Linked DNA regions of Mus musculus: region 2 is linked to region 1. Evidence: chromatin contacts called from public Hi-C data. All regions are on one chromosome and are shown on one strand. Each heading gives the region's core, a stretch centred on a gene start, on an enhancer-like site or on the middle of the called end of the contact. The rest is flanking DNA. Distances are from core to core; before and after follow the strand shown. Region 1 has its middle 27 kb from the start of Cavin4. Region 2 overlaps Plppr1 (phospholipid phosphatase related 1).

Region 1 (2,866 bases), core at 315-2,814:
CCAATTAAGCCACCATCTCCTAATCCTTCTAGTCCTTTCAAATAATGTCACTCCCTGGTGACCAAGCATTCAAATATATGAACCTGTGTGTGTGGGGGCGGGGTATTCTTATTTCAACCACCATAGGAATCAAAAGCAGCAGACATTCAGGATTATTGAATATGTTTAGGTTGGTACTCACTGTTCACAGTACTAAGCTAGTGAGTCAGTCAGGGTCTCACAGCCACATAGATCAGGCAAATGTAGTTTAGCAACGCTACAGTCGTAGTAAAGGAAAACATAATCATGTTGTTTCCGGAAAATGGGTGGAACTGAAGGTCATCATGCTGAGCAAAATAAAGACAAAGATCACATTCTTTCATGCGGAGAATAAAGATTTTAAAAAAATGAATGGTGTGTGTGTGTGTGTGTGTGTGTGTGTGTGTGTGTGTGTGTGTGTAGGGAAACGAGGACCTGGAAGAATTAGTAAGAAGACATGAAGGATAATGGGAATGAATACTGTTAGCATCTAGTCTAGGCTTCACCCCACAGTTACCTGGCAACAGCCAGGTGTGCCTCATTATGAGAGGGGCTGCTCGCCCCTCCTCTCTCTCTTGCCTTCTTGCTCTTGCTCTGTCCTCTGGTTCCTGCTCCCCCTCTCTTTCCATGCCCTCATGGCCGGCCTCTCCTCCTCTACCCTCTCTCTGTCTTTCTCTGTCTCCACTCCCTCAACTCCCCTCCCCATGTCCTGGATAAACTCTATTCTATACTATATGCCATTGTGTAGCTGGTCTCTCAGGAGGGAGGGATGCCTCGGCATGGGCCTGCAGAGGCATTCCCTTCCCCCACACCTTACCACACCCCCACCAAACATATTCCTTCTCTCCCTTATCTTTTTTTATAAAACACAACAAATACACTCCAGGTTACATAATATACACAGGTGACAGTGCCACAGTAGACTGTTAATTTGTACAATTATACTTTAAAAATCCGTCCAGGGCTTGTAGGTAGCTCATGGGATAAAGTGAGGCTGTACAAGCACTCAGACTTGTGTTTGATACCCAGCACTTGTGTCAAAAAGCTGGGCATGGTTGTTCATACTCGCAATCCCAGCACTGAGGTGGTAGAGGCAGGCAGAGGCCTGCGGCTTGCTCACCATTCAGACAGCTGAGGAATGAAGATTGAGGTGGTCTCTGGTTCCCATATGCACATACATCTGTACACTACCGCGTGCACGTGCGCGCGCGCATGTACACACACACACACACACACACAAATACAATCAGAAATCAGTGCTAAAATTTTAAATGCCAAATTTGACCTGTCCCTAGTTTGTAATGGAGAAGGCTTTATTGGGTATTTAATATACACTTATCGTCTCTCATCTTCAAATCTACTCTGCCACTACTTTCCTGGGCCCTCTGAATATTTTTCTGAACCTTTGTTGCTATACTAAATGCTGTCAGTAGAGGGCACTAGAGAGACAGCAGATACAAAAGACTTCCCAGTTGTGATGCAAGGCTCTTTGCCAGCTCCTGCAGTGCCCTTCTTGGGGTATATTCTTGGGCACCGGGCTCCTGAGCCATCTGCTGTGTACTGTGGCCAACAACACCCTGTGGCACCACGTGTAGGCTGTTTTATAGCGGAGTGCTTCCAGAGCATTACCTCCTTTTAAGCGGCCTTCCCTGGTGCCCCGGATGTTTTACTGTTGGTTCTCTGCCATCCCGCGAGTCAAACCATGATTTCCCCACCGGCACAGGATTTGGGCCTGGGGGCGGGAGGTTCCACCTTGATTGGTGGATGCCTGAGTATCTGCCTACATCTTTCTTTTTCTTTGTTTGCTTTTCTTTATTGTTGTGGCTGGACTCTTCACTATTCCAATCCTCCAATCCTGTAATTACTGGATCCCAAACTTTCCCAGATAAACTTGTTGCAGTGTTAGTTAGACTCTTGATTAGATCCTGAGATCCCAACTGATGCACAATGGGACCTGGTTAGAAATGCGATCCAATGGATTGATACCCACCCCTGCCTGTCTTTCCTCCTTAGGGCCAAGTTCACGGTTTTGCTATACTCACTCATAGTGTGAAGAGAAGCCCCGACGTTTCCTTGTGAGCCCCTGTAATATCTGGCCCCCTTTAGTCTCCTGACCTCTCCTTTCACATCACAGTCTCTCTCCTTCCTCTTCCCTGGCAGTTTTACAGACACCATTCTCTCTGGAATCCTTTCCCTTCACCGTATGTATGTGTGTATGTATGTGTGTGTGTGTGTGTGTGTGTGTGTGTGTGTGTGTGTGTGTGTATGTATGTATGTATGTATGTATGTATTTTTGAGATGAGATCTCATTCTGTAGCCAGGATGGCTTGAATTTCATCATACAGCCCAGAACTGCTTTAACTCATGGCAATCCTCCTGCCTCAGATTTCCAAGTGCTGAGATTCCCAGTGTGCGGCACCACACTGCTGTCTTCATTTTAACCGTCGGTTTCCACCTTCTGACGGTCGAAGGTTGGCCTTTACTCACTTTCAGACAATCTTTTGGATTGATACCCAACCCCTGCTTTTATGAATTATAAACTGAAGGCAGGGACTGTGGCTCTCTTGACCCTGCGGGGTTTGCAGGGTCTAACACCTGTGACAAAGCCTATCCTTGCTCCTCCTGTCCTGGTCCCGTGTGATTTCCCTGCCCATGCTCCAGTTTGCCACAAGATGGCAGGCTAGGACACAATGTCGCTTGGTCTCCTTATAGAGATAAAAACCCCTAGGGGTTTAGGTTTAAATACATTGAGCCAGAAGAGGACCCTTGTGAAGTACATGAATCCAAAGTCCTCTGGAATTTCTGGAAATTCCTCTGGAAACGGTGGTTACATCCTCCACCTCTTCCC
Region 2 (2,700 bases), core at 36-2,535, 420 kb after region 1:
CCAGCAAGATGTCCTAACCTTAGACAATGCCATAGTTAGGGCCACTCCTAAGAGAGACGCCCCGTAAGGTGGAGAACTGCTTATGATCTGTGGGCTACTGAATCTTCACATTTAAAGAAAGAGAACTCACGTTCACATACAAGGAACTGCGAGAAAGTTAAATGAAGTTAAATAGCCTGGATATGGGGGGGTACAGAGAGAGTTGGGAAGCAAGAGGTATCAAGACAGCTGTGAGAGGCTCCAAGTTTGCTGGGTAGATATGGCTATCACTGAGGCTGAAGGCTGGATGGTGACAATAGAGAAGTTATCTATGCTTAGACATTCTATTAAACTTTTGAAAGCAGGATTTTCATTTTTTTTTCTTTGTCTGGTTCTGTCACTTAGAGTTGTTTGTCTACTCTGCATGGCTGCCAACACACATCTGGTCTCTCTCTCTCTCTCTCTCTCTCTCTCTCTCTCTCTCTCTCTCTCTTTGTATGTGTGTGTGTGTGTGTGTGTTACATGCACATGAATGTGGAAGTCTGTATGCACATGTGAAAGCCAGAGCAAGCCTTCTATCTTGTTCTGCCTTAAGACAGACCTCCCATGAACTAGAAGCTAAGGCGCTAGGCTAGCTATCCAGTGAGCTCTCAGGACTGGTTTGCCTTTGCCCTCCAATGCCAGAGTCACGGGAACTCACGCCATGCTATTTACATGGTAGCTGAGAAATCAATCTATGGTTGTCCTGAATTGGAGTACTCTTAATCATGAAGCCAATTCCAGGGCTCAGTGCTCGGTGGCACCAGGCCCAACTCAGAGGTCATTTCTTCCCCTTCTTAAGACAGTATGAACTAACCAGTACCCCCTGGGAGCTCGTGTCTCTAGCTGCATATGTATCAGAAGATGGCTTAGTTGGCCATCAGTGGAAAGAGAGGCCCATTGGTCCTGCAAACTTTATATGCCTCAGTACGGGGGAACGCCAGGGCCAAGAAGTGGGAGTGAGTGGGTAGGGAGTGTCGGGGGGAGGGTATGGTGGACTTTTGGGATAGCATTTGAAATGTTAATGAAGAAAATACCTAATTAAAAAAAAGAAAATTAAAAAAAGAATAATGCTCAAGACTTGGTTGAGATGGAGGAAGAGAGATAGAAAAAAGACAGAACTACCTGTTTCCTATGCATTTCTGGAAGGTAGATTTCCTGTTTGGGATGTCTTTATTTCTTCTGTCAGGAATCTCTGGTACTGTGGTAGCAGAGCCTCCTTCCACTCTCGCAGTACGAAGCCAACGGCTCCTCCCTTTCCCTGCTGCAGGATGACAGCGCCACCTTCTTAGGTCTAGAGAGTCAGGTACCACCCACCCATCCATCCACTTTTCAGCTGCCAACATTGTAGCTTGTTTTTCTTTTTCACTCCCCTTTGTAAGTTAATAGATTAAAAATTTCCTTGGAAGTTAATGGGGCTTGGGATGGAGCAGAACCCAACACATGTGTTTAATTCACCATTTCAAATCCGAGGGGACTTCAAACTTATTTCATCCCCTCTAGCTCTAGCCTCAAATTGGGATAGAAGAAGTGAAGAACTCTATTACAGCAATTTCTAACCGTATGCTTCTCTATGAGAAATCAGAAATAGCTACAGTTAAGTTGAGATTCAATTCCTTTTTTCCTCCGTGGCAGATATCGAACGAACGATACTGTTCTGTTCCTGCTTACTGTAAGATGAGCAGGGATGTATTTACATCTCAGATGGAGGAATGGAGATTAGGTAGGTGGTAGGAAAAAAAAACCCTCGTGTGTGGGAAGTTGAAGTGTGCTATCAGGGGACTCCTCTGAAGCCTGTGAGTAGCTGAAGTGACAAGGATTCAGGAGCAGAGCATGGGTATTCACACGGCTGACAAGGCCTTTGTGAGGCACAGCAATTAGTGCGGGGACAGGCATGCTTTCCTCTTTGTCTGGATTAAAAGTTATCAGCAATGTGTAAGCAAAAACACGTTTAATTCATGTTTAGATAATCAGTGTTGTCTCTGAAACTAAGTCGCATATGTCTAATTAGTGCCTGGGCTTCATTTTTGAGAGTGTTGGGTGGGGTAACTCAGGATTGTGGAGGGGAGAAGAGCTGTACCATCCACAGTGACAACTACTTACCCCATGCAACATGCCCAGGGATAATGGAACCTCCCAGTTTTTATGCAGGGACAGTGAGAGCTACCTTCAGAGTTCTTAGGCGCATCTGTTTGGTGTTTGGCTTGCCTCCTATGCTCTCCTTTATATGACTTATAATAAAGCTGCCCGTGGATGTTCCTTTCCCAATGATGATAGTGGAATATTGGGATCAGTAGGAAAGCTTCTCTCTTCGAAAGGAGTGAGACTTTTTATAACAGTGGTTTTATTCTTTGACAATTTCATACAATTCGTTTTGATCATTCTCCTCTTCTTGCCCCCAACTCCTCCAAGGTCCACCCACGTATCCCACGTTCTGTCTGTCTGTCTGTCTGTCTGTCTGTCTGTCTGTCTCTCTCTCTTTTTCTCTCTAAAGTCCCATTTCTGTTGCCCAAATACTCTTGGTTGTGGGGCATGCCTTGAAGTGTGCCTGGCATAGCAGGGCTCACACCCTTGAAGAAAGTGAGCTCTATCATCCTCTTCTGGAAGCTATCAAGTGCCAATAGCTTTTTAGCTAGGGTGGCATTTCATGCCTACCAAGAGTAAATGCCTGTTTTCCCCATG

What was found. Hi-C and Micro-C count contacts between places; a contact is called where the count stands out from the background.
Region 2: a Hi-C map of cortical neurons shows a contact between it and region 1. The contact joins two enhancer-like sites. A contact is called at or near these places in 1 of 484 Hi-C or Micro-C datasets (cortical neurons), 2 of 115 datasets of contacts at active chromatin or transcription factors (astrocytes and embryonic stem cells) and 1 of 9 other capture datasets (embryonic stem cells).

What each region holds. Positions count from the first base shown.
Region 1 is chr4:48,689,292-48,692,157 of GRCm38.p6, forward strand. No RefSeq gene overlaps it. Among named protein-coding and RNA genes, the nearest start is that of Cavin4, 27 kb to the left of the region's middle. Within about 2 kb of position 1,565, at least 18 of the 459 cell types and tissues checked have an H3K27ac peak or open chromatin away from gene starts, as enhancers often do. A contact at or near this core is called in cortical neurons, where this site is marked.
Region 2 is chr4:49,106,811-49,109,510 of GRCm38.p6, forward strand. The region is part of intron 1 of Plppr1 (phospholipid phosphatase related 1); the gene reads left to right. Among named protein-coding and RNA genes, the nearest start is that of Plppr1, 49 kb to the left of the region's middle. Within about 2 kb of position 1,286, at least 9 of the 459 cell types and tissues checked have an H3K27ac peak or open chromatin away from gene starts, as enhancers often do. A contact at or near this core is called in cortical neurons, where this site is marked.